6 separate regions of the Mus musculus genome follow, and regions 2, 3, 4, 5 and 6 are each linked to region 1. A link is a contact called in public Micro-C and promoter capture Hi-C data. All regions are on one chromosome and are shown on one strand. The core of a region is the stretch at or near the end of the contact, and the rest is flanking DNA. Distances in the headings are between cores, read along the strand shown. Region 1 holds the start of Brd1 (bromodomain containing 1). Region 2 holds the start of Ppp6r2 (protein phosphatase 6, regulatory subunit 2). Region 3 holds the start of Plxnb2 (plexin B2). Region 4 holds the start of Mapk12 (mitogen-activated protein kinase 12). Region 5 holds the start of Selenoo (selenoprotein O). Region 6 holds the start of Panx2 (pannexin 2).

Region 1 (4,301 bases), core at 822-3,321:
GTAGTCAGCCAGACCCCAATGCACCTGCTTCTGAGGCACTTCCAGGTGCCTACTCAACACTGGATTCTCAGGAAACTGTCAAAGCAACCCTAGCCTGCCCTAGGCCTCTAGTGGCATCCCTAAGTCGAGATAGGTGCAAATCCAGGTGTCAGCACCATATCCTTCCCAAAAAGAACCACGGGCAGAAGCAACAGCTCCCAGATTAAAGACAAACATGTAATTTTCTCCTCTCCAGTAAAGTACTGTAGCCAGCCTGTCAAATCCCACATTCTTCTAGTGAGCACTGAAGGACTGTCTTTAAACCACTTTTCTACAAGAACTGAACCTAATACTTAATGGCCACAGCTACTCTGTAATTTGAAAAGGTAGTTGTGACCAGGGGAAAGCGGACATGTAACAGTACTGCCCGGCACAGTGACCAACAATCTCATCTACTTCCTCATTTTCATATACCCAGCACTTTACCCCTCTGGCTCTATGCAGGAACAAGCATCTCTCCACGGAGGAATCAGCAAAGGCAACAAGCATGCTTCTCCAGAAATCACTGGGCTAAACGCATCCTAAAAAGCTTTGCCGGCAAAACGAGGGGAAAGACTCCATGCTCAAAATCAGCTCCGTTCATTTCCGGCCCGGTTTGCGGACAAGCCATTTAAACTCTTCCTAGCTTCCACCCCTCACCGTAAAAGCACACAGGAAAGAGACACACCTTACTCTAAGGTGACCATCCGGAGAGAAAAACACAGACTCAGGACAGTGCACGCGACCCAACAAGTGATAAAACAGTAACTAAGTAATAGGGAAATTCTGTAACTACTTGTTACCAGATGACAGATACTCTAAAACAGTCGCAGCTGGGTGAAGTGAATGTCCTCCATGAAGGGGGGCCGTTTCCTAGGTGTGTGTAAGTGTGTCACAACTGCAGGGCACCATGAGGAGCTGCGTTTTCTGCAAATTAAGCGCACAGGAAAGTTGCTTCTCTCCTAAAGGCCCAAGAAAGCCGCGCACGCGCGCTCGTTTCTCGGCGTTTCCTGCACTCATCCACGGAGTTGTGGCGGAGCTGCGGGCTTGCTCCGGAGATACCAGGCCCCGCTCCACTTAGGAAATCTTCCGAGCCCGTCCCTCTTCAAGGGAGTTTCCTGTCTTGGCAAAATAGATCGGACCGATCTGTTACATAATGCGACCCGCTCCGCACCGCCAAGGCTACGGGCGAGGACGTGGGCAGACGCCACGAGACCCCAGGCCTTCCGCCTCCTCCGCTGTCCGACGCCCGGCCCCTCGGCCGCCCCAGCCGCCCAGACAGCCGAGCTGCCCAGAGCCCGCCCGCCCGGCCCGGCGGCCTCCCCGCCTACTGAGCCCTGCCGATCGCTCCATTCTCTTGGCCGCGCCTCCCGCGCCGCGGCGGCCTCCTTCTACTCCTCTGTCTCCCCGACCCCGCCGCGGCCTCCGTGTCCCTCTCCGCCCCCACCCGGCTGCGGCCTCCGCCTCCGCGATCTCGCCGCGGCCTCGCCTCCCGAACCCGGCCTCTTGGGCGAGCCGCCGGCACCGATCTCCGGCGTCCCCGGCCGCGCCGGCTCACGGCGGCGCACGTCCGCCCGGCCTTCTCGGTCCCTCCGGCTCCCGCGCCCGCCAGGCCTCACGGCCTCGGGGCCTCGCCGCCCCGACTCTCCGGCCTCCCCGCCCGCGGACAATGCGGAGCCGCCGCTGCCGCCTCCAAACATGGCGCCTGCACCTCCGCCCCGGCCGGCGAGGCGGGCGGCGAACGGCGACCGTCAGACACTCACCTTCGGGGGCGCCGCGGCCGCGGGAGCCCGGCGGGCGGGCGGGCGCGGAGGCCGGCGCGGCCGAGGCGGCGCTAATGGCGCCGCGGCTCCTCCGCCAACGGCCGCGCAGCCGTGCCCCGCCGGGCTCCGGGGCGCGCTCGGCCAGCGGCTCCGGGCCCGCAGGGCGCCGCGGCTCGGGCGGGGTCGGCGGCGCCGGCACGGCCGGCTGAGGCCGGCTCGGGGCCCGGCCGGGCGGAGGACGCGGACGCGGAGCTGCTCGGACGCCTGCCGAGGCGCTGCTCGCTCCCCAGCGAAGCAAACAATGCGGCGAGCGCTCCGCCCGGCGCGCTGCGTGCGAGACGCGCCCCGCCCGCCGCCGCCACGACGCGCGCCGCGCCAAGCCGGGATAAGGGGGCGGGGCGGGACGCGAAGGAGAGAGTGGGGTGACCAGGAAGGGTGTTAGGGTGGGGATCCGGATGGGGGAGGAGTGCTACAAAAGTGGGGTGACTAGGAGGAGAATTCTGGGGGAGACAGGCTAGGGTTCCTGAGGATGAAGGACTGCTGCTGTAAGAGAAGGGTAACCAGATGAATGGTGTTTACTATGGGGTCAATGGCACTGAGTAGAGCAAGAATGCTGACCCTAGAGAGCCAGGTGGAGTTTCCTGAGAGTGCTTGCTTTCCAAGGGAGTGGTATTTTGAGAGAATCAAGAGATGCATCCTAAGGGGGGGAAGTGGGGTTCTGATAGTGTCTGGTGACCAGCGTGGTTCACGGAGGATGAGTTAGGAGGGAATGGAAATGAGGGCCGTGATGGAGGGGATCACCAAACAAGGGTGGATTTATTTGAGGAATAAATGGCTAGGACTGGGGAACCCTAAGGTGGCACTAGAAAGGCATTAACAAGGGCACGAGGTCAGTGGTTGGGTAGAGGAGGGTATGGAAAGGACTTGAGGATGACTAGTGACTGGGACAAGTAGTAGCAATCTCAAACTATGGGCAGCCAGGTCTGGGGGCATGCCTCCAACTCAGGCTTTCCTCTTCTTTTCTTTCTTTCTGTCTGTCTGTCTACCTTTCTTACTTACTTTGGTGGTGGTGGTTTGATTGTTTGGTTGCCTGATTTTTGGTTTTGTTGTTTTGAGACAGACTCTCACTATGTAATTCTGACTGTAACTCACTATGTAGTCAGAGATCGGCCTCCCTAAAGGCATGGCCCACCACCCATGACTTAGGCCTTCCTCTTATAAGCATTGTACTCATAGAAGTATTTAAGCATTGACATCCCTACCAAGGAGCTGGTAACACTTACAGCAGTGGTTCTCAACAGTCCTATTGCTGCTGATCAATGCTGTGATGGCCTCCAGCCATCAAATTCTTTCACTTCTACTTTATAACTATAATTTTCAATACTGTTATGAATGTAAATATCTGATATGCAGGACCAAAAGGGTTGTGACCCACAGGCTGAGAACCTCTGCTGTAAAAGGCTTGAAGATTTTGAAATCAGGGCCCTTTGGGTTGGTGCTTAGGGACACTGGTCTTACTCTCCAGCTTGTTCCGTCTACTTTGTCCTTAGTTTAAAAGTTAGTGGCTTCTAGAGAATTTTCATTATGAGACTCATCTGTAAGTATTTTGAAATGGGGGTGAAGACTGGGTAGTTCTTTGGTTGCCTTGGAAGGCTTATGACAGGTGTCATGGTGATGAAGCACTAGTCATGTGCCTGTGACATTAGCCTGGACCTCTCAGGTAAACAGAAGAGCTTTTCATTCGTGAGCAGAGCTGCTCTCCTCCCCGCCCATGACAGGCAGGGCAGGCTCACAGCTCAGGATGTGGCACCAAACAGTTATTGGGACAAGGCAGACTTGCTCATCTGTGCCTTGCAGCTTTTGGCTGGCCACTACTCTTATCCCACTGTAGCCAAACTATGGGCTGGAAAATAGTCATTTTGTTGTTGTTTGTTTTGTTTTTCAATACAAGGCCCCTCAGTATATCCCTGAACTTCCTCTGTGGAGCAGACTGGCCTTGAACTCAAGAGATTTACCTGCCTCTGCCTCCAGAGTCCTGGGATTAAAGGCAATTGCCCTGCTGAAAAATAGTCTTTAAGGGTAAGTTAATTCTGGAGCCACTCCCGAGCAAGGCCTCCTGTTTAGCTAGTACTTTCTTCATGCACACCACTGAGCCATGGTAGGGGTACCCTGTGAGGCCTGAACACATCTGCCGCAAAGCCAGGAACTGTAAATGCTGCCTCCTCTACAGAAGTCCACTCATCTGAATCTAAGCATCCCAGGACCGTGAAGAACAAGCAAGATGAGCCCTCAGCCTTCTCTCTACCTCAGGAAAATGAAATGCAAACCAACGAGGGAAGGACCTCCCACCACACAAAACAAAAGTAAGACACTGTCTCAGAAAAGCAAAGATGAAAGGACACAACAGCTTCAAGAGCAGGAAGGACTGAGGGAGAGGGGGACTTCTCAGGCAAAGCGATTCTTAGTAGGCTGGAGGGATCCCACAGACTGGCATGAGACCAAGACAAACTGCAACTTCAA
Region 2 (4,301 bases), core at 765-3,264, 480 kb after region 1:
CAGTAAGTGGCCAAAGCTAATCTTAAACTACCGATTCTCCTGCCTCAATCTCCCAAATGTTGGGACTAAATGCCCAGCTCAAAATTAAGAAAAAAGAAAGAAAGAAAGAAAGGCTGGCGAGATGGGTCAGCGGGTAAGAGCACTGACTGCTCTTGCAAAGGTCCTGAGTTCAAATCCCAGCAACCACATGGTGGCTCACAACCTCCTGTAAGGAGATCTGACACCCTCTTCTGGTGCATCTGAAGCCAGCTACATATAATAATAAATAAATCTTTTAAAAAAAAGAAAGAAAGAAAAAAAAGTGTGTGTGTGTGTGGGGGGGAGCTAAAGGATGGAGATTCAGTTCATCGGTTCTGTTTCCTCAGTTTATATGTCAGACCAGTACCCACAAAAAATGGTGGTGTGTGTGTGTGTGTGTGTGTGTGTGTGTGTGTGTGTGTGTCTGGGAAGAGGGTGCTCAGAGCTGCTTCTGATACGTGAACTCTGGCCTGGACTTAAAAATAGTGTAAAGGTCAGGGCCAGGCTTGCACCTGCTCGCTGTTGCGGTAATGGGACTAGTGGGTCATCCCCTGTGTTTGGTATCTCCGCACAAGCCCCAGTTCTGCAGCACATTCGGCTTCTGTATTCAGGGTATCACTTCAGTCAGGATGGCCTGGGAAAAGCTGTGCTGCAAGAGACCACACCGCGAACCCAGGCGCCTCCAATTTTGCTTTCCAAACCGGGGAAGAAAACAAAACAAAAAAAATCGATTTCCTTTCCTCCAACAGTGTCTCTTTGGCGCCCTCTGCTGAGAAAAGGGGGAAACACAGCAGCACCACTTCAAAGAAAAAAAAAATCTTGGAAGGGCCCAGAAATGTCTCCCCCTTAGACATTTTTACACTCTGTAGTCCTAGCTGACCCGGAACTCGCTGAGTAGAGTAGAGTAGGCGAGTCTCGAACTGGCAGAGATCCCCCCTGCCTCTGGTATTAAAGATGTGCGCCAGTATGTTTTGCTTGCCTGAAACTCCTCCTGCTTTGGTCTCCCAAGTGCAACCACCCACGCCGGCTTATACTTTCGCACAGCGGTAGTGAACTTGCCACTGAGAGTGAGTGAGTTCATAGCTAGCATGTGTTGACACATTCCTTACATGTTTCTTTTTTTTTTTTTTTGATATTTTCCCATGGCTCACACTGCCACCGGAAATCAGTCTCATTTTAGAGATTAATTTAATTTGAACTCATTTCAACCCATGTTAGATGGCCACGTATGTGACGTACACAAGCCCTGGACAACAAGGATCGGTATCCAAGAAAAGAAAAAAAAAAAACAAAACAAAACGAAACTAAACAACAAAACAAAACAAAACAAAACGGCTTTGATCTCAACACAGAGGCAGAGGCAGAGAGACAGGAGAATCTCTTGTGAGTTCGAGGCCAGCCTGGTGTACAAAGCAAGTCCGGGACAGCCAGGGCTCTGTTACACTGAGAAACCCTATCTCGAAAAACCAAAAAAAAAAAAAAAAAAAAAAAAAAAGGTAAAAAGGGCTAGCTCAGCGGTTAAGAGCACTGACTGCTCTTCCAAAGGTCCTGAGTTCAAATCCCAGCCACCACATGATGGCTCACAGCCATCCGCAGTGAAATCTGATGCCCTCTTCTGGTGCATCTGAAGACAGCTACAGTGTACTTACATTAAATAAATAAATAAATAAGGAAAAAAAAAACCAAAAAAACAAACAAACCAAGTAGATCAGCGGACAGTCCAGTTCAGAAACAGGACGTAGCGGAGACGAGCGCGCGCACCGCTCTGGGGACTTGAAGGTGCCCAGAGGATTTATTTAGCACAGCCAGCTCGATCACGGGGACGCCTCAGGACGTTCCCCCAGCGCGACTCCACCAGACAGACCCTGGACCGCGGCCGCCACTCTGTGCCTCCTCCGGTGGCCCCGCCCCCGGGGCGCGCCCCCGCCCCTCCCCCGTCCGCGCGCTCGCCCGCCGGCCCGCTCGCTCGCTCGCGCGCGCCCCCGCCGCCGCCGCCGCCATTTTGGAGCGATCTCGCCCGCGGCCCCGAGCCGGTCCCGAGCGGGTCCCGAGCCTCCCGCCGGCTGCGCCCGAGTCCGAAGGCGCCGCGCCGCGGGGTCGGGCCCATGTGCGTGCGGCCCGCTCCAGGCCGTCCGCACTTCACCTCTGCGAGCGTCCTGGCCTCGCTTGGGCCTCCCTCGGAGGAGGAGTCGCTGCGACCCCCAGCCTGCTGGGCAGGTGAGTGCGGCCGCGCGCCCACCGCTTCCTGCGGCCCGGGGACAGGAGGGACACCCCCACCCCCCACCGCCTTCGGGCCGTCAGCGTCCTGCTGTCACTCAGCTTGTGCGGTCAGCGCCCTGTCAGTAGAGCAGCGCCTTTGTCACCCTGCGCTTCGTCAGGGGGTCAGCGCCTCCATCAGTCTGCTTCCCGGTCAGCCAGCACTCTCCACTGCCGTCATTCATTCATCCATCCATCCATCCATCCATCCATCCCTTCCCTTCCCTCAGCGCTCACCCTTCTTGACAGTCAACATCCCTTTTAGCTACTATCCCAGCTCCTGGCCTGTCAGTGGTCAGTTTTTCCCCACTCTCAGAATTAGTCTCAGCCTCTTAGTGGCCGCCTGGTTCTCTCCCTCCCAGTTGTCCACCTCTGCTCCTATCAAGGTCCCTCACCTCTGTCGGTGGCTGTAGAGGTGGGGCGGACCTTGGATACAGGGCCTGGGGAGTTGTCAGTGTTCCCTATCTCATCTTTGGGTTTTTTTTTTTTTTCCACCCTCCTCATCAGGGGCCCCGCTGGTGGTGACCTTTCCACCTATCAAGCGTTCCCTCCCCGCTCGCTCATCTCCTCCTACCAGTGCCCACTGCCAAGCGCTCGCTTTGTTATTGTCCTTTATTTCCATCCCATTCCTCTTCCGGGTCGTTCCCCAGTTGTCATCATCACCCACTGTCTTTCTCCCACTCCCCCCCCCCCCCCATCATCTTTTGCTTCTCCCATGCGCCTCTTCTTTCTGGAACTTCTTCACCTGCTACTTTGTATCCTCACAGCTGACTACTCACTTAGTGAAGGCTGTTTCCAATCTATTACGGAGCTCTTGCTGTTCGCTATCAGCTCTCAGTCCAGTCACTTTCCCCAATTCTCGCTTTCTGCTGTAGCCCCTCCCCGCAATTTGTCACCATCCTCAACCATGTCCCTAGGCCTTATTCCAGACAGGTTTTCAGGTTTTCACTGACACCTTCATCTGTGTCCTACCTGACAATGCTGCTTGCTGGCTTCTTACCATCTCATTCCATTCCCTATCCCCCCCCCCCCCTTTCCGGGACTGTTTTACTGTGTAGCCATAGATGTCCTGGAACTCTGGCCTTAAACTCCATAGAGATCCGCCTGCCTCTGCCTCCCTAGTGCTGGTATCAAAGGCGAGGGCTACTGTCACCCAGCTTCAGTCCTCATTCTTATCTCTTCACGCCTCTCTCCCTTTCTGTTTTTCTGAGACAGGGTCTTGCTATGGAGTCTTGGCTATCTATGTAGAGCAAGCTGGACTGAAACTCAGAGATTTGCCTACCTTTGCCTGGGATTAAAAGTTTTCCCAACCAAGTCTGATGTGTTCATCTCTTGATGTTCTTATGTTCTGGGTCAGCCCTTTGACCTCTCTGGTTCTCATGTGAGCTAAATAAGCTCTTGGAGGCAAAAAAGAGGCTATCGCCGGGCAGTGGTGGCGCACGCCTTTAATCCCAGCACTTGGGAGGCAGAGGCAGGCGGATTTCTGAGTTCGAGGCCAGCCTGGTCTACAAAGTGAGTTCCAGGACAGCCAGAGCTATACAGAGAAACCCTGTCTCGAAAAACAAACAAACAAACAAACAAAAAAAAAAAAAAAAAAAAAAAAAGAGGCTATCTTTTGTTTGTTTTTTTTCTAGACAGGGTTTCTTTGCGTAGTCCTGGCTGTCCTAGAACTAGCTCTGTAGACCTAGACCAGGCTGGCCTCAGACTCACAGAGATCCACCTGGCCTCTGCCTCCCAACTGATGGGATTAAAGTATGCTACCATTGCCCAGTAAGAAATTAGCTTTAAGGAGGAGGGTGGGAGAGCAGGCCAGAGCCTTTCAACACGGACATCGGGAGGAGATGGAAAGGGCCCAGATCTCTTGCAGGAACTAGATAATATTGGTGTGTCTAGGTTGGCTGAGAATGTTTGTCTTCTAGTCAGCCTTACAGCTTGAGGGGGGTGGGGGGTGAGGGGGGTGGTTCTAGGCTGGAGATTGAGTTGTGGGGCATTATGACTATCTGGATAGGAGGGGGTGTTGTGGTTCA
Region 3 (4,301 bases), core at 738-3,237, 450 kb after region 1:
CCTCAGGGATGTGCTTCCTAAGGGGTCTCTGCCAGGAGTGTGACCCATCCAAGGTATCCTTAAACATAGTAGGAATGACTTTGGGAAGTGAACCGAGTCGTCCAGAGAGATCTAAAATACTTCCTCCCCCACGAGCTTTGTCAGAGGAGCCTGGGCATATTCCAGGTTGGGCAGGGCCAACAAAGGAGCCGACCTTGAGGTCCTTCTCCAACCCAAGGTGACACATGCCCTCCTACACCGCCCCTGACTGGTCTGAGCAGCCATGGGAGCGAGGTGGTGGAGCTGCCTGGACTTGCCAGCCCCGCCCTCCTGGAGTTCTCAACCCCGCCCTCCTGGGGTTCTCAACTCAGCCCGGAAGTGGGTCCCTCTCCCATGGCTGCTTCAGCCTCCCCTTCTGCTTCAGCCTGCTCTTTGGGTAGCTGGACTCGCTGGACTCGGCTGGATAATCCAAAATAATTCCTCCTTGGCAGGCAGCCCGTGGGGGAGGGGGGAACTCACATTCCAAACTCTTGTTTTTCTAAGTAACTTCCCTCAGATCCTGGGGCTAGAAACCTCTGGCCAGTCCTCAGGCCTCCCCACTTCCATGGGAGGGTGTGAGCGACTAGGTGGCCGAGGCTCTGTAGTCTACCTGGTGATTAGTCTTCTCGAGCAATTTCCATACAACACAATAAGGTTTGGCACATTCCACAAAACAACTCACGCGTTGGCTCTACCTTCCTAGGAACTTCACCTCCTGACCAAAGAGCAAGGACTCATGCTAGCGACAGTCCAACTTTCTGATGACATTCCCTATGTTCCAAGACAGCATCCGGGTGTGGGATCAGGCTGACAGCTCCCACCCTCTAGGTGTTTGTGAGCAGTCTGAGAAATTCAGCTTTAAAATCATCAATACAAATTGAAGAGAGACGTTAGAGGGGGGCACTCCCCAAGGCAAATGAGGGCCCCCGAGGGCCTCCGTTCATCAGAACGTGACACTGGCTTTGGGACCTGGCTTCAGCTACAGTTCTGACCACCACCACCATGGTGGCCATAATCCGATCTCCCTTCCTGCCTTCTCCAAGGAACTAGAAAAAGGAATTAAGTGACGTGGCCAGAAACTCTAGGATTCTTAGGCTCAGAAGACCCCAGATAGAAAGGACCCACCCACACACAAACCTGCCACACAGCAGGAAACAGAGGAAGCAATGAATCTCCCTTAAGAAGGTATATGGAAGTGAAGGACTGGACTGTGTAAAAGCACCCACAAGTTCTAAGCCCTCTGAATCCTAAGTGTCTCTCCAAACACCACAACAACGAACTACACTAGAAACTTGCGGAGATCTTGCCGGGAGGCGTGGGGCCTCACCAGGTACTACTACTGAGTGTTAGTTCTCTCTGGCTCTTGTTCCCTGTCCCAGAAGGTGTGGGCACTGCTTTGGTTGAGCACCCCTGTAAAAAGCCCCAGCAGAGCCCAGCGTCTGAGCAAGCTTAGCTTGAGAACTGGGGCCTGGAGGTCCAGCACGACAGAGATGACTTGCTCTGGTCCATCGATTCGGTAGGGACGCCGGCCGTGAAGGAGGGTTTGAAACTACACCGGGTCGGGTGCAGCTCCACCGGGTCGTGGGAACCCTGCCTGCCAGGACAGTCTCCCAGCATCCCAGCGCTGAGGGCCTCGTCGCCAATCGGGGAGGCAGGAACAGCCAGGCCCAGCCGATTGGAAAGACAGACAGACGCGGGGCAAAGACGCAGGCCCGCGTCGCCCTCCGCGCAGCGGCACTGCCCTAAGACCCCCGCGTCCGGGGGCGCAGGCCGAGGCCGAGTGGCGGAGACGGCGAAGCCTGGGCCTGCGCGACGCCCCCACAGTTCCCGTCCCCGAGTGCCGTACCTGCTCCTCCGCAGCCGTCGTTCGATGGCGCCGGGGCCGCGCTCTGCGTTGCGCTCCGGCCCGCGCGGCTGCCATGGAGACGGGCCTTTGTGTGGCCGAGGAGGGGCCGGAGCGCGCGGGAGCCGCCGGCCCCGCCCCCGCCAGGGGAGAAGGAGGGCGGGGAGGACAGGGGCGGGCGAGAGGGAGGGACGAGACTAAGGGGTAGAGGGTGGGAAGGAGGGGCGGCTGGCGTCCCTAGCGTACCCCGCGTTTCCCTCGGCTCAGAGCCACTTATGCACACCGCTTTGCTTGGAGATTCGCGCCCAGTAGCAATCCGCGCTCCCTGCCTGCTGCAGTCTCGTCTCCTGGCACCAGTTCCCCCGCACCTCCCACTGCCCCGTCATCAGAGGAGTTCGCTCAGGCTGGGCACAACCCCGGGAGTGCCCCAGGCCGAACTGAATGGCGCACGCGGCCCGGCACCAGTGGGTGGCTTCGCCTGGGCCAGATCGAGGCCTCAAGTGTCTTCTTGGAGATGGGCGGGGCGCAAGGAACCGCACCACCATTGGCAACAGGCGGGACCACGCGCTCATCCCGTTCCCGAGGGTGAGGGCTGCTGAACCTTGATTCTTTCTTCCAAATCCTAGCCGCTCTGTTCTCCTTATGGAATGTTCTACTCTCCTTCCCGGCCCCTTGGCCTTACCGACCCCCAAAATGTCTATAGGGTAGGACAGTACCGTAGGGTTCCTACTTCAGGCCTTGAAGTTGTGGTGGCGATCTCAGGACAAGGTTTGGAACTAGTCCCCAAACCCCAGCTCATTCATGTCTACCCTGGAATAGCTGTCTCTTCCACCCCAGATTTGCTCTCCTTTTTAAAACAAAAAAAACTAAAGATGTATTTATTTATTCATTTTATGTATGTGAGTACACTCTAGCTGTGAGCCTTCATGTGGTTGTTATGAATTGAATTCTTAGGATCTCTGCTCGCTCAGGCCCAAAGATTTATTATTATACATAAGTACACTGTATCGGTCTTCTGACACACCACAAGAGGGCGTCAGATCTCACTACGGGTGGTTGTGAGCCACCATGTGGTTGCTGGAATTTGAACTCGGGACCTGTGGAAGAGCAGTCTCTTACCCCCTGAGCCATCTCGCCAGCCTCCAGATTTGCCCTCCTTGAATACCGTCTGCCTACTTCCTCCTATTTCCTCTGGCATCTCTGTGGAGAGCCTTTTGGGGTGCCCGTGACTGACTGAGCCAGCTTGGAACAACATCTCCCCAGCTTTGGAGATCTGCCCCAATTCTTATGTCTTCCCCAACCTGAAAACTTCACAAATCTGAGGACTTCACTGTTTCTTTAAGGAAGTTGAACTTGCCCCATCTCAAGCAGCCAGGCTTGGTTGAATCACCTTCTCCCCTCCACCAGCAACCCCGCCCCCTCCCCCCACATACAAGAGACTCCAAAATATTCAGTGATTTCAACACTACGGCCCCCAACACACACACACAACTCTAAAATATCCAGTAACACAGCTGCAAACTTTGTATCAAAAATATTAAAAGACAAGTATTGTATAACAAAAAAAGATATTTTAATAACAAAGTTGTGGGAAGGCCAGTATTCTGAACTGAGTAGGGCTCAAAATAGAAAAGGCAGGAAGCTGGAGGGTAAAAGAGTCCTCCTGTCCTTCCGGTCTGTCCCTGGGGCTGGCTGCCTCATGACCTCCACCCAACCCTCTTAGATCCCCTGAATGCTGGCTCACTGCGCTCTCCCAACTGGCCACACAAGGGAGCTCTGGGAATCACAATCTCCAGGATTAGCTTCTCACTCTCCAGGCATCTAAACTGTAAGGGACCTCTGGGCTGGGGGGAGGGGAGCACCTCTTTGGAGCCATCTGTCTCGACATCCCTCCAGGCTCTGCCCTTGGCATGGATGGAAAGAGATGGGCTTGAGCCTACTTTGGACAGAAGCTCCACTAACTCAGCTGATCCCATCCTGGGAGAGAGAGAGTCGGAGAGGATGTAGCTGGTAGGAAGCCAGCAGGCAGGCGGTATACTCTACCAGTAACCAGGACAAGCCCCTCGAAGAAACTGGAACTTTGCTCATTCCTGTGTGTCAGCCTTGGGTTTGTGCCCTAAGCAGCACTGTTGTGTCTATAGCCTTCTACCTCCCCACCAGCCCCTCCTCTAAATCTGTCTGCTGATTCCCATGAAGAGTCCTAGGCTGATGGTGGCTGAGGTCCTTGGGGTGGTGTGGGGTGGGGCACCCTGAAGCCTACTGTGTGAAAGTCAAGTGAAAACTAGCACGAGAAACACACTGCAGTGATATTTGAGATGTGCATTTTACGGTGGAGCCATTAAGACGGAGGAGGCTTAGACCTGTCACTCGGATAGGAGGCTGGCACATGGAAGGCACAGTTCTGCAGACTCCAAATGGCTAGTCCCCACAGCCGGGGAGC
Region 4 (4,301 bases), core at 602-3,101, 410 kb after region 1:
GTGGGGAGTGAACGAAGAGCTCCACAGCTCTCCGTTCAAGAAGGGTTCAGGATAAGTAAGTAGGTGGAAGTTGGGGGCTCTGAGGATAGGGGTGGTTACACCCAAGAAAACACAGCCTTTTACTGTTTGGTTTGGTTTGTTTGGCTTTGGGTTTGGGTTTCTCTGTGTAGAAGCTGGCTGTCCTAGAACTAACTCTTTAGATCAGGCTGGACTCGAACTCATGGGGACCATCTGCCTCTGCCCCCCCAGGTACATGTGCTGCCACTGCCAGGCTTACTGAGTTTGTTTGTTTGTTTGTTTACTGCTTCCAGCTTTACTGGGAAGCAAAGAAGCAGACCTAGCAGGGCTGGTATCCATCCACCAAATCAGTTGAGTAGCAATGAGGAAGCAACGGGGCTCAGTTTGCTGTTAGCCACGAGATGTTCATTTTTCCTTGGAGCTATTGACTCTGATGATCCAGGAGGATTGAAACATCAGGACTAGGGCAGCTGTACAGAACAGAAGTGGGAGGGACAGAACTCACAGGTTCAGGAAGAACCATATCTAATAATAATAATAATAATAATAATAATAATAACAACAACAATAACAATAATGTCCCTGGTTGGGAGGAATGCTCTGATGGCTAGCAATGGTGATGCAAGAGGCTTAGGAGTAGCCATATGCAGGTAGGACGGGAAAGGAGATGCCTTCTGTATGGGTGTGAAGAAATACACACCCACAACACTAATGGCGATGCTCTGCTCCGTAAATCCCTTTATCCACAGAGACCCAAGGCTCTGGGATGATAGAGCCAAGGCTGCACACCTCGAGTATCCTGCCTTGCCCTGAATGCCTAGGATCCTGTATGTCTGGAATAGAAGACTCGGGTGGTGGGCAAAGGGAGACTAGGGTAGGGTAAGGAAGTACCCCTTCCAGGAAAACCCTCCTCACACCAACCTGATTGTCCAATCAGGTTTTGGAGTGAGACCTGAGGAATCCTTAGGCCTAGACCATAACCTGACCACTGCCTGGGCTGCGAAGGTAGAGGTGGACCGAAGGTGAAACCAAGCAATTGAAGAAGAGGCTGAAATTGTAGTGTCACCCAGAAAGGGATCTGGGCTCTGCCTCTGCTTTCCTCCTGAAAGTTGTTGAAAGTTTACCCAAGCTGGGAGCTAACTAGGTAGGAGGTACCAGGCCCTTGGAAGCAGAGACTGTGGGCAGGATTTGCAGGGGAGGGCAGGATGAGAAGAGGCCAGCGCACAATATCCGCATCTGGGGCGGGCTTTAGACTCACGTTCTCGTGGCGCATGTGTTTGAGGAGGCGCAACTCTCTGTAGGCGCGCTTGGCAAACAGCTCCGACTGGAAGGGCCGGTACAACTTCTTGATGGCCACCTTGTTGCCAGTGCGGCTGTCTACTGCAGAGCTGCGGGGCGGACGGCTTGGCTAGCGAACCGGCCCCGTAATCGCCAGCTGCCTCCTGCCCTGCCTGCCGCCCCGCCCGGCAAACGCTCACCACACTGCACCATAGGCACCAGAGCCAACGGGCTGCAGGTCTTGGTACACGGCGCGCACCTCCCAGGCCGTTTTGGTCACCTCCTGGCGGTAAAAGCCCTTGCGGGCGGGTGGCGGGGAGCTCATCCCCAGCCGGAGCACCGCGCCCCAGGACCGGACCCGGGATCAGGGGCTCCGCCCGCGCGCCCCGGGTCACTGCGTGGCAGGGCGTACTCCGCGCCGGCTACCCGCCTGCCCGCCTCTGAGATTTTCCTTTGCGGGCTCTTCTCTCGGGGTCGCCACCCTGAACTCTCTATAACCGCCAACTCCCACCCGACCCTTGTCTCTGGCCCGCAAAGTGGTCCCTCCCGGCCCACTGACCAACCGGCCCCCAGGCCCTGAGCACGTGACACCCCCGCCTGCCCTCGGCCCCTGCGGAAACCCGAGGAGGCCTCCGGGGTTGGGCGGAAGGCTTGGAAAGGGGGGGTTGTGGGGGAGAGCTGCTCCATAGCTCAGTCTCGACCTGAGATGAGAGGAGGCGTTGAAACACCCTGGCCAGCCTACACCCTCGCTAGACTTCTTGGCCCTTGGGTCCTAGCAGGTGCCTCTCTTAATTCCAGCCTTTCCTGTCCTCCCAGAACGTCGGACCCATTCTAGGCAACTTGAGACCACCAGGTTCTACTCAAGCCCCAGGTCTGGTCCACCTGCCCATACACCAATCATACCCCATCCCAAATGGTTCCTTTTACTGGCTCAACTCCCCGTCTTTCCCAAGGATGCCCCGCCCCTGGGGCTGATCCGTTCGCCTCCTTCTATATGGAGGAGGGATTTGGTTCAGTCTCCCAAACGTCTCAGGTTGCTTCCCCAGCCCCATTGTTGTGGCCACTGGCTCTCAACTTCCCAGTCTAAGATCCAGAGGGATGGGTCCTATCCTATCGGCCCTTCTAAGACTCCTTCACACCTCTGTTCCACCCACCCCAATCTGGTATGTGGAGTGGCCGCTTCAAGCATTGGACAGGACTGGTCTCTGTGCTTTCCACCTGTTGTCCAGCTTGGTCTTTAAAGCCCAGAATGAGCTAAAAGTGTGCCTGTCCCCGAAAAAAAGGGGGGATCCTTACGTGCTCATTCTCTCTGGGGTCCCGTGTAGACCTGAACCAGGTGCTCCTGGAGGGTCAAGCCAACATCCCTCCCAGAGCTGAGTAACCAAAGTCTGTTCCAGGATCTCACTGGCTTGACCAGTAGTAACAAGATCCCCAGAACCCCCTCTCTCCCCCTCCCTCCAAGCCTGCCTGCCTGCTGCCATGAATCAGCAGCTCAAGGCTAGCCAGAGCAACTTTACACCTGGGCTGCTGCTGGTGATGTGGTACATCCGCAAACTGACAAGAGCGAGCAGGGCAAGCTCAGGGCCAACACTCAAACTACATCTGCCTGGCTCCTGTGACCTCCGTGCCCTGGGAGGCCTCCAGACACCCACCCATACCACCCAAAAAGCTCCCCAGTTCCCCTCCTTTTCTGTAGGGGACTGATCTAGACCAGATTTTGGTACTAGGGCCATGTATTTGGGTTTGCTCCCGCTCCCAATCCCCCAACTTTGGACTTGGCTCTTGCCTTCTAGGTCCACCCCCCCACCCCACCCCCGGCCCCAACCTCCACCGCTGGACCAGTTGCCAGACTCAGATCTCTGGCGGTCCAAGATTCAGGACATAGACATGACACATGAGCTGTATCCTGGGCTAAAGTTGCCTTTTCGCCTTAGTCAGGAAGGAAAGCTATTTCCCATATCCTGTCCAATCCCTGAGGAAGAACAGATCTTTTCTCTAGGGACAATCCCCAGCCTCACCAGTAAGAGGGAGCCAAGTCTGTCCACCATTCCTAATGTACAAAGTCCCTAATGTGCAGGGACCAAAGTGTGCTGGCTCTTACACCTTTTGCCCCTTCTAACCAGTGTGTCTTGTCCTGCACTGGTCTCCTGGGTTCTTCACACACACACCCCCAAGAAGCTGCGATAGTACTAGAAATGACTGCTGCTCTCATTGAGTGATCAAGGGGCACAATAAATTCAAAGTCGGTGGCGCTAGCAGGAAGTGTACGGAGGCACAGAGATCCAGCCACCCCTCCAGGAAGCAGAATCAGTAGAAGCAATGGGATCCAGAGCCTTTTGCACAGACAAGAGCAAGAGGGATGCCCCTTTATTGTGCACACTCTTGGTGCAGGCACTTGACATCCAGAGCCCCTTGGTCCCTGATAAGCAAGAGATCATTGTCTCTTCAGGGAGGCGTTACACCCCCAACGCGTTTTCAAACAGGGCCCTACCTCAAAAGTTACTTGGTCAGCTCCTCTCTGGGGGATGGGGAGATGAGGGGTGACTTGCAAACCATAGCACCCCAGACCAGCTGCAGAACCTCAAGGGTTGGTGGAGGTAGAACGTGGACAGACGTTTGTCAACTTTGAATCAAGGTCCCGGGGCAAGAATGTCCATGCTCACATCCGTGGGTGCTGGCCACCTAGCATCCTTGAGATTAGACCCCCAACTTCATCAGCTCTCCAGCTGGCATTGTGCCCTTGTGACTCAGGATCCTGCTGCTGCTCCTATACCCTTACATTTGCTTAAACTAATGGATCTTGGCACCTCTCAGAGCCTTTGGTCTAGTTCACAGCTGGGATTCAAGACCCATTAGAAAACAGGAACTTGGGGGGAGAGGAGGCAAGAGTTATCTCCAACTTAGGCACCAGACCAGAAATGGCTGCTGCCTCTTGGGTGCTCAGAGATTCATACACACCAGCACATGCCTGCATTTGTTCTGATGTGTATCCCAGGGTGCATACT
Region 5 (4,301 bases), core at 1,253-3,752, 350 kb after region 1:
TACTCAGGTAATTTTGACGTCAAAGAGAAAACAAACTGAAGCAAATATCAGGAAATACAAGCCTTAAATCCAGTGAGGACAAAGAAGTCATCTTTTTATTTGTGTTTGTGTGCCCTGAGTGGGCAGTGTGTGTCAGAGTCGGCTTGGGGGTCCAGGCCAGCCCCTGCTAGACACCACTACAGCTCAGAGTGGCGTGGGGCTGCCTCAGATATGAGCCTGCAAGGCTGCCCTTGGTGTTGGTAGGACCTTAGCCTGATTGCTGTGCATTAGGTGAGAGGCCCAAACTGCACTGAGGGCAGTAGGCACCCACTATGGGCCACGGCTGGTTTGTGTGCAGCCAGCCATTCATGTGTACAGGCTGTGGCTCCTAGTATATGGCACAGCCTGGCAAGACCTAGACCACATTGATTGTCCTTGTGTTGGCTGCCAAATCAGGTGAGACACGGAGCTGGGTGGGGACACAGGGCTGGCTGGCTGTGTACTCTGTCTCACACTTGTGGACTCATTCCCTAGAAAGAAATAAATTTTAATTTTGGAAGCTCCCGCTTTGTGAAGTGTATGGAAATGGGACTCAGGCGATGGGGCACTGGCTTCCTCTTTTGTCATCTGTCCCCAGGTCTGCAGGATGCTGGGGGTACTCCTGCATGCCAGGGGACATACTACCCACCTTAGCAAAGTATAGAGGCTGGACCCTGGTGCTCACTAGTGCCTAGCAAGGTTATCTGTGTGCCAGCCAAGATGAGCCTTACATGTGCTCAGCACCTGTACACCCTCTGGTTCACACTTTACTGCCTGGCAGTGGGAGAGGGGGAGGAATGTAGGAGTGGATCAGAAGATCCTTAAGGTAGGTTGTTCTTGCCTGTGTTAGGAGCATTGAGGCTGAAAGAGTTGTATATCATTGCCAGGCCAGAGCAAGGCAGACCCTGAGGGTAGTCAGTGACGTCTGTGTTAGTGGCAGCAGGAAGAACACATGCTCTGGCCAAGGCTAAGATACTACAGGCTCTGTCACAGAAAACAACACCTACCCACCTTCTCACCGCCCATGCAGAGGGAGAGGGGATTTGACAGTGATCGAACAGCTCCAGGGCCACATTTGGGTTCATTGCAGGATTTTTGTTTTTCTGTGTGTGGGGGGAGGGGGGGAGTGGATTTTCTTGTTTGTTCAGTTTTTGTTTTGTTGAGAAGGTTTCTCTGTGTAGCCCTGGCTGTCCTGGAACTCGCTCTGTAGACCAGGCTGGCCGTGAACTCAGATCCACCTGCCTCTGCCTCCCAAGTGCTGGGATCAAAGGCATGTGCCACCACATCTGGCCTCATTGTAGTTTTAGAAGCCCACTATGGCCCTAGGAAAATTTCCAGAGATGAATTCTTGAGGTGTAGAACTGAAGAAAGGCTGAAAAGGAGAAAGACTGCCAGGAAGGAATGCGTGCATTTGTGCTCAGAGTCTCCTGTTTGAAACTAACAGGTTTTCCTGAGCACTGGATGCTGCCTACCTCTCCACCACCAAGATCCATAGCCACCTAGATTGCAAGTGACAGGCACAGAATGGAGAGAGAAGGAAATGCTATCACTTCAGGGAGAGATGCTGTGTACAAGGGAAATACAACTTGAGGCACCAATAGGGAAGGACTTGGGGACAGAGGACCTAGCATGCATGCAGAGCCAGGTTTCAGATAGGCTCAGAATCCCAGCTGGAACCATTGCCCAGCCAAATTATTCCTGTAGCAAATCTTGGGTGGCCAATTCCCACCTAGCCCATGGATCCCAAGAATATTACCAGGACTTCTGGCCCTTCTCTGGACAGAACAGATGAGGAAAAATTGTCCTAGTGGCAGGGCACTGCATATTCCACATTATAAAAACATATTTGTACTTTATTTTAAAAAGGGATCTACACACACACACACACACACACACGTTAATAGTGTCATATAAACAGCTGATGCAGGACTCGGGTTCTTAGTGTTTGCAAACCCTGCTACAGAGAGGAGATGATGGAGAGCAAAGCATCAGCACCATAAATCTAAGACAAGATTGACCAGAGAGGCGAGAGTAAACTTTGAAATGACTGCCTGGCTTTGTTTACTTACCTATATAATCGGCTGGATAAAGAGGAGATGAAAGACACATCTTTAGGATGCTAAACTACTGTCTTAGATTGTTAGCTGTCTGAATAAAACAGTCAAAAGATTCCATGTCTGTTTCTATGCATGTGATGGACAGTACCACTCAAACCCACAGCACCCAGGGAATGGCCTTGGCTTCACCTCTAGTTAAGGGGTGAGGGGGCCTGGTAGTTTTTTAGGGACATCACTCAGCCTGTAGGCACACTTGGAGTAGTCCAGTCTGGCATATGTCACCTGGGTGGGAGCTTCGGACCTCGGCTGGCCTGGTGCACAGGTGCCAGAAGTTAAACAGCATCTTAGGTCCACCCTCTGCGACGGCTCGTAGCCTGGAAGTGGACAAACGAGAGGCGACCAATCAGAACCAAGCTTCTGGGCGTGCCTCCCACCAGCCCCTAACTGGGTGGGGGAAAACTTCCGGTCGGGGCGAGCAGGCTTCCGGCGAGGCGGCGAATGGCCTCTGTCAGGGCCGCGGTCGGGGCCTCGCTCGCGGTTGCCCGAACCCGGCCACGGTGCGTCGGTCTCGCGCTTCCGTCGTCCGCGCCCCGGTCCGCCTGGGCTGCAGCTATGGAGCCCACGCCGCGTTGGCTGGCAGGGCTGCGCTTTGACAACCGCGCCCTGCGTGAGCTGCCGGTGGAGACGCCGCCGCCTGGGCCGGAGGACTCCCTGGCCACCCCGCGGCCGGTGCCCGGAGCCTGCTTCAGCCGTGCGCGGCCGGCCCCGCTACGGCGGCCGCGCCTGGTGGCGCTGTCAGAGCCCGCGCTGGCCTTGCTGGGGCTCGAGGCCAGCGAGGAGGCCGAGGTCGAGGCCGAAGCTGCGCTCTTCTTCAGCGGCAATGCGCTGCTGCCGGGCACCGAGCCCGCCGCGCACTGCTACTGTGGACACCAGTTCGGTCAGTTCGCTGGGCAGTTGGGCGACGGTGCCGCCATGTACCTGGGCGAGGTGTGCACAGCGGCCGGCGAGCGCTGGGAGCTGCAGCTCAAAGGCGCCGGCCCCACGCCCTTCTCCAGGTGCGGAACTCCCGGAGAACTTCCCGGAGGCGACACCCTTCTGCGCGCGTGGGTGAAAAGGGAAGGTGCCCAGTGGCGCTTTCGCCCGGGTAGGGACAGCCCTACGTCCAAACTCCATGAATGGTTAGGACCTAGGTGGAGGAAGACAAAGAAACTGGCAGGGAAGGGCCGAGTGGCAAGAACGGGCTTACTCTCTGGCTGACACTCAGAGAGATCTCTCTCCATCTGCCAATTCTGTCAGGTGGAGGGGACACACCTCTAATGGCTGTCCGATGTGTTTTCAGAAACACAACGCGGACTTTGGAACCAGTTCCCCGAATGATACTGTTTGCTGAACATCTTGCCCAGAGTCTAGTTTTCAGAAGCAATGCATTGGGCTGGTATCCAGACCTATTATCTGGAACCATACTTAAACAGTATGCTTCCTCAACTTGCCCAGCCTCTAGCAGACTCTACGCACTGTCTAGGGACTGTGGGCACAATCCGTTCTTATACCCACCTTCTCTGTGACCATTCTCCCAAGCCTGTCAGTTCTAATCGTGCGCGCGCACACATGCACCCACCCACCCACACACACGAGTGGATAGTTCTTGTTTTCCAATGGAGAGTACCACAAGTGTCCAATACAGTCGTGGATCCAAAACCATACAGGCCCAAAGGAACAACTCTTCTTCCTCCTCCTCCTCCTCCCCCCCCCCCTTTTTTTGTACAGTGGTGTTTTGCCTGCATGTGTGAGAGTTGAACCCCTGGAACAGGAGTTACAATTGTGAGCTGCCATGTGGGTGCTGGGAATTGAACCTGGGTTCTATGGAAGAGTAGTCAGTGCTCTTAACCACTGAGCCATCTCTCTAGCCCCAAGGAACTCTTTAAAAAGAAAAACCAGAAGGGGGGCATCAGATCCCGTTATAGATGGTTGTGAGCCATACAGATGGTTGCTGGGAATTGAACTCAGGACCTCTGGAAGAGCAGCCAGTGCTGGGCCACATCTCCAGCCCAAGGAGCTCTTCTTAATTAAGTCCTGCCACCCAGGTACAGACAGGTCTTAGGGGCTCTGCTCCTGTTTTTCGCTATATGATTTATTTAGGTTAGATGCTTGTTAGATGACTAAGAAACAGGAAATTGGGCTTTTACGGTTTCTCACTACATCTGCTTCTCATCCTTTCTTCCACCA
Region 6 (4,301 bases), core at 1,256-3,755, 330 kb after region 1:
GTATGCTTATAGGTCAGTGTGAAAGAAAATGTGAATTTTTCTTTCCTTTTTTTTGAGGGGGGGGGGAATATTTTATGTTCTGTACCCAAAATGGAATTTCACATTCATTGCCCATGACCCCAGAAGACAAGTAATGAGCTTTTGCCAAGGAAGCCTAAGCAATGCTTGATGCAGAAGCTTTGGTTTGCTCGATACTCCTGACCCTCTCAGGCATCTGGCCGCAGGTTGAAGTGGTCAGTTGTAAACGAAGGCAGTTCACAAATGGGAACAATGGGATGGGGACAGAGAAGCTGCTCATGGCCACTTGTGAGTCTCTCTTCATCACCCCCTACCACAAATAGAAGGTTCATTGATAAGGGTGGAAAGATACATTAGCCAGGCAGTGATGATGCATGCCTTTAATCCCAGCACTTGGGAGGCAGAGGTAGGTAGATTTCTGAGTTTGAAGCCAGCCTGGTCTACAGAGTGAGTTCCAGGACAGCCAGGGATAGGGATACACAGAGAAACCCTGTCTCAAAAACAAAACAAAAAGATACATTAATTCAATTAATCAGGACTATGTTCATTTAGCAAGATAATAGTAATGGGTTATCCCATAGAGCCCGTGACCCATCTAGCCATAGATTCTTGGCCCAGCAATGTGGGATCACCTTGTGAAGTAGGACTTAAGTCAATCACAAATGGTTGGCTGCTCCCATGATGTTTATGGCACTATTGCTTCGGTGGGATACTAGAGCGGTTGTCGTCACAGACTGCAGGATTCACAGCTTGGTAAGACTGTGTGAAAGGTAGCCAGGAGCACTGCAGCTTCCAGGTCAGTACTTGCTTAGTTTCTCCATGTCCCATGACTCCAGTATGCGGTATAGTCAGCAACAGAGTCTCACTATCAAGTTCGAGGGCAGCCAAGAACAGTGGTAGTAGCCTGTAATATTGGGACCTAGGGAAATTCAGTGGCCAACGACTAAACAACCAGTTCCTGGTACTGGGCTTTTTATTTATTAGCCTCTGGTGTCTAGCAGGGGCATTGTTGCCTCATTACTGGGCAACTCTATTTAAACGTTTATTTTTGTCTTTATTATTGATTTATGTATATGGGTATTGCACCTGCATGTATGTCTGTACCTCAAGAGCGCAGTGCCTGCAGGGGCCAGAAGGATCCAAGCAGACTGTTGCAAGTGACCAGAGGTATTGGGAAAAAGTCCATGGAACTGGGTTCAATTACCAGCATCCATATAGTGGCTTATAATACCTGTAACCCCAGCCCTGGGGAGTTCTAGCCTCCATGGCCACTGCATGCTGGTGGTACACCCATATATAGTTTTTTAAAAGAATATAACTCTCCACCCAGAGTGGATGGATAGAGCCTTTGAAGAGGCATGCACAAATAGATAACAAAGGAGACAACATTTGCGGGTGGGGTGCGGGGGGGTAAGGGAGACCTGCAGGTCAGAGAAAACCAACCTGCTGAGAAGGGGTCAGTGTGCGAAAGCTCTAGGAATCCAAAGGAAAACAAAAAATATAGGGTTCTGAAGGTGGGATGATGGAGTGAACAGCATAACCCTTCTGAGAGGCCAGGGAGGGTGCAGGAAGGACTGCCTTGGGAAGCCTGGGGTGAGGGCTTGCCAGCGCAGCCAGGAATCCTAGGCATGGGGAGTGAATGGCTGCTCACCACCCGCAGGGAGTAAGGTGAAGAAGGTAATGTCTGTGGGAGCAAGAATGCACCAGGAGGAGTCAGGCCTCACGGGACAGCAGTCCCTCCAGGTTTTGCTTCGGTCGGAGGAGATGTTTCCAGATAGCTTATGGATACTGAAGGAAGTTACTACTCCAGACATACACAGGAAAGGCTATGATGGAGAGATACTGAGCCAAGGAATCTTGCAGGAGGCCACGGTCACAAAAGTTTGTGTACAGTAGCTCCTGGGAGGAGAGAACATGTGGGTAGCCCAGAGAGGTCAGGTGACAATCCTAGAAGCCCCCACACCCTGGCCCAGCTCCACGGATGCCGACAGTGGGTGAAGCAGTGAAGATGCTAGGTACAAGCATATCCGCACTGGCTGGCGTCCCATCACAGCGTGTAAAGGGGCGCCCCTGGGTCCGGGACATGGCTGCAGTGAAGAGGCATCCAGGAGCTTTGGAGAGGACGCCCCACGGCATTTTTGTGCAGGCACTAACCTGGGAAAGAGGGTTCGGGCTTCCTTGCCCTTGCCTGCAACAGCTCACACGGCAGCCTCTGCGCCTGTGTGAAGACCAGGTCCGAGTGAGGAGCAAGAGAGCTGAGGTGTAGAACTAGAACCCTTTGGCTACCAGACACGATCTAACCCCAGAGCGGGCGATCCGCCTCTTTCTGTGCACAGGGCTATGGGGGACCAGGGCTTGGCCCAACCCTGATGCAAGGGGATGGTCAATATGAACTCGGTTCGTTTCATTTAAAAAAAAAAATTTTTTTTTTCTGCAAGTCATCGCCAACGCCGCAGCTACGTGGAGGGTGGGGGGGCTGGGGGCGGAGCCACGCCGCGGAGTTGCCGCAGGTAAACAGCCCCCCTCCCCGGCGGGAGCGGGCCGCGCGGCCCAGGCAGGAGAGCCGCCGCCGCCCCCGGGAGGGACGCAGGGCGCGGGCCGGCTACAGCGCACGGCGGGGGCGGCGGCGGCCCGGCGCCCTGGCAGCTCGACCCCTCTCGCGGGGCGGCAGACCCCCGAGCCCCGCCGCATCCCCGCTGACATCCCTCTTCCAGCGCTCCGCGCCCCCCCCCCCCACCGTGACCTCGGTCTCCGTCGCCCCCCGCCGCCCTCTCTGGCGCGCGGCCCCGCCCGCGCCCCCCGCCCGTACCCCGCCGGGCCGCGCCCCCGCCCCCCATGCACCACCTCCTGGAGCAGTCGGCGGACATGGCGACCGCGCTGCTGGCGGGCGAGAAGCTGAGGGAGCTGATCCTGCCTGGCTCGCAGGACGACAAGGCGGGCGCGCTGGCCGCGCTGCTGCTGCAGCTCAAGCTGGAACTGCCGTTCGACCGCGTGGTCACCATCGGCACCGTGCTGGTACCCATCCTGCTGGTCACCCTGGTCTTCACCAAGAACTTCGCAGGTGAGGCAGGGCGCGCGTCCGCAGGTGTTTAGCGCCCAGCGCTCCGAGCGCGCTGGCTCTCAGCGCCAGGCAGCCAGCGCCAGCTAGACCGCACCCACCTGGCCAGCCGCTGAGCCATTGCCCGCAGGTCTCATCACAGACCTTGGGCACCACCTCAGTCTGGCATGAGGGGTTGAGACAGGGCCGCCTGAGACATCTCCTCTGTTTTATTGTTGTTTGGCCTTCCATTCCTTCAGCCTCAAGCCGTGAGGAGAGTAGGCCTGTCCTACACTTGCTGGCCCCCGGGATGAATGGGATGTGGGGTCTGAGTTGTAGCATGTCACGTCACGGGTGGTGGGGGTAGGGAGGGCTGAGGCTTGGAGGAATAGCCAGATGAGGACCAGAGAAGGATGAGTGTTGAGGGCATTGCTCAGGGATAAGTGAAAAAAATCCCATGATGCTGCATGGGGTTCTTGGGGCTGACAGTGTAGGAAAAGTGAGGGTACTCCCGAGGAACTCTGAAACATCCCTTTCCAAAGCTCTTCTATAGAGGAGGCCAGACAGAGGCTGGCCCCGGAGGGCATCAAGCAATAATGGCCCAAGAAGCCACCCTTGACTGGCAAAGGCAGTGTAGGTAGAGGGTAGGGCAGGTCACTGAAGAGTGAGCAGGTTAAGGAGCTGACGTGTTAGGTGAGTAGAACTGGGCCTGCTCTATGAGGGAGCCTGTGGGTGCGCCTGCGGTTGTACACAGGAGAGTACACATGTAGAGTGGGCCCTGCCTAAGGTGACAGGCTGAGGCACTAGGGAGCTGGCTTCTGGTGACACACCGAGATGGGGAATAGCATCCCCACTGGAGCCGAGCTGAGGCAGACTCAGGTATCCATAGCCACAAATCAAATTGGTGGCCAGAGATGCCAGCTTCATAGCAGGAAGAAGACTGTCGGGGCTCCAGAGTTCCTCTGGAGGTGCAGGTCGCTCTGCCCTCTGCAGCTACTGGGCAACGAGAACAGGTATTTCGATACCCGCTTCTTCACCACCATCCACAGGTGCCTCCCCTTACAGGAAACTCCAGGACCTAGTGATGTCCAACCTGAGCTGAGGGCAGGCATCCTTCAGACTATTTAAGGCCACGCCAAAGGTGGAGGAAGTTCTCCTGGTCTCCATCCTTGAACACCAGAGTCCCTGACACTCAGGCACACCCAGGTGTGTGTATAAAGGGGGCCTTTGGCCATGTTGATCACAG

What was found. Promoter capture Hi-C pulls out the DNA fragments that hold promoters and counts their contacts. Hi-C and Micro-C count contacts between places; a contact is called where the count stands out from the background. Capture Hi-C pulls out chosen DNA fragments and counts their contacts.
Region 2: a contact with region 1 is called in a promoter capture Hi-C map of pre-B cells. The contact joins the promoter of Ppp6r2 here to the promoter of Brd1 in region 1. A contact is called at or near these places in 11 of 39 promoter capture datasets (the 3T3-L1 cell line, 3T3-L1-derived adipocytes, the C10 cell line and 6 more), 4 of 484 Hi-C or Micro-C datasets (the G1E-ER4 cell line, embryonic stem cells and erythroblasts), 3 of 115 datasets of contacts at active chromatin or transcription factors (bone marrow-derived macrophages, extraembryonic endoderm stem cells and microglia) and 1 of 9 other capture datasets (liver).
Region 3: a contact with region 1 is called in a promoter capture Hi-C map of embryonic stem cells. The contact joins the promoter of Plxnb2 here to the promoter of Brd1 in region 1. A contact is called at or near these places in 15 of 39 promoter capture datasets (the 3T3-L1 cell line, 3T3-L1-derived adipocytes, the C10 cell line and 9 more), 1 of 484 Hi-C or Micro-C datasets (muscle stem cells), 4 of 115 datasets of contacts at active chromatin or transcription factors (bone marrow-derived macrophages, embryonic stem cells and epiblast stem cells) and 1 of 9 other capture datasets (liver).
Region 4: a promoter capture Hi-C map of pancreatic islet shows a contact between it and region 1. The contact joins the promoter of Mapk12 here to the promoter of Brd1 in region 1. A contact is called at or near these places in 5 of 39 promoter capture datasets (the C10 cell line, fetal liver, liver and 2 more), 2 of 115 datasets of contacts at active chromatin or transcription factors (embryonic stem cells and pancreatic cancer cells) and 2 of 9 other capture datasets (liver and pancreatic islet).
Region 5: a contact with region 1 is called in a promoter capture Hi-C map of second pharyngeal arch cranial neural crest. The contact joins the promoter of Selenoo here to the promoter of Brd1 in region 1. A contact is called at or near these places in 7 of 39 promoter capture datasets (the C10 cell line, cranial neural crest, frontonasal cranial neural crest and 4 more), 3 of 115 datasets of contacts at active chromatin or transcription factors (the SCID.adh cell line, memory CD8 T cells and microglia) and 2 of 9 other capture datasets (adipose tissue and pancreatic islet).
Region 6: a contact with region 1 is called in a Micro-C map of embryonic stem cells, with 1.6 times the contacts expected there. The contact joins the promoter of Panx2 here to the promoter of Brd1 in region 1. A contact is called at or near these places in 1 of 39 promoter capture datasets (liver), 1 of 484 Hi-C or Micro-C datasets (embryonic stem cells), 3 of 115 datasets of contacts at active chromatin or transcription factors (bone marrow-derived macrophages and embryonic stem cells) and 2 of 9 other capture datasets (adipose tissue and liver).

The regions. Positions count from the first base shown.
Region 1 is chr15:88,732,148-88,736,448 of GRCm38.p6, forward strand. It overlaps Brd1 (bromodomain containing 1), which reads right to left and starts at 2,072. Exons shown (of 13, transcript NM_001033274.3): 1 at 1,782-2,072. It overlaps Gm41377 (a long non-coding RNA gene), which reads left to right and starts at 1,974. Exons shown (of 3, transcript XR_875560.2): 1 at 1,974-3,860; 2 at 4,012-4,144.
Region 2 is chr15:89,209,545-89,213,845 of GRCm38.p6, forward strand. It overlaps Ppp6r2 (protein phosphatase 6, regulatory subunit 2), which reads left to right and starts at 2,015. Exons shown (of 25, transcript NM_026813.2): 1 at 2,015-2,235.
Region 3 is chr15:89,178,801-89,183,101 of GRCm38.p6, forward strand. Plxnb2 (plexin B2) reads right to left here and starts at 1,988. Exons shown (of 38, transcript NM_138749.3): 1 at 1,865-1,988. It overlaps Dennd6b (DENN/MADD domain containing 6B), which reads right to left. Exons shown (of 20, transcript NM_027081.3): 20 at 3,413-4,301.
Region 4 is chr15:89,138,852-89,143,152 of GRCm38.p6, forward strand. It overlaps Mapk12 (mitogen-activated protein kinase 12), which reads right to left and starts at 1,852. Exons shown (of 12, transcript NM_013871.3): 1 at 1,497-1,852; 2 at 1,277-1,406. The coding sequence starts at 1,621. It overlaps Mapk11 (mitogen-activated protein kinase 11), which reads right to left. Exons shown (of 12, transcript NM_011161.5): 12 at 3,631-4,301.
Region 5 is chr15:89,086,536-89,090,836 of GRCm38.p6, forward strand. Selenoo (selenoprotein O) reads left to right here and starts at 2,503. Exons shown (of 9, transcript NM_027905.3): 1 at 2,503-3,130. The coding sequence starts at 2,574. It overlaps Trabd (TraB domain containing), which reads left to right. Exons shown (of 10, transcript NM_026485.2): 10 at 1-540.
Region 6 is chr15:89,057,221-89,061,521 of GRCm38.p6, forward strand. Panx2 (pannexin 2) reads left to right here and starts at 2,506. Exons shown (of 3, transcript NM_001002005.2): 1 at 2,506-3,079. The coding sequence starts at 2,854.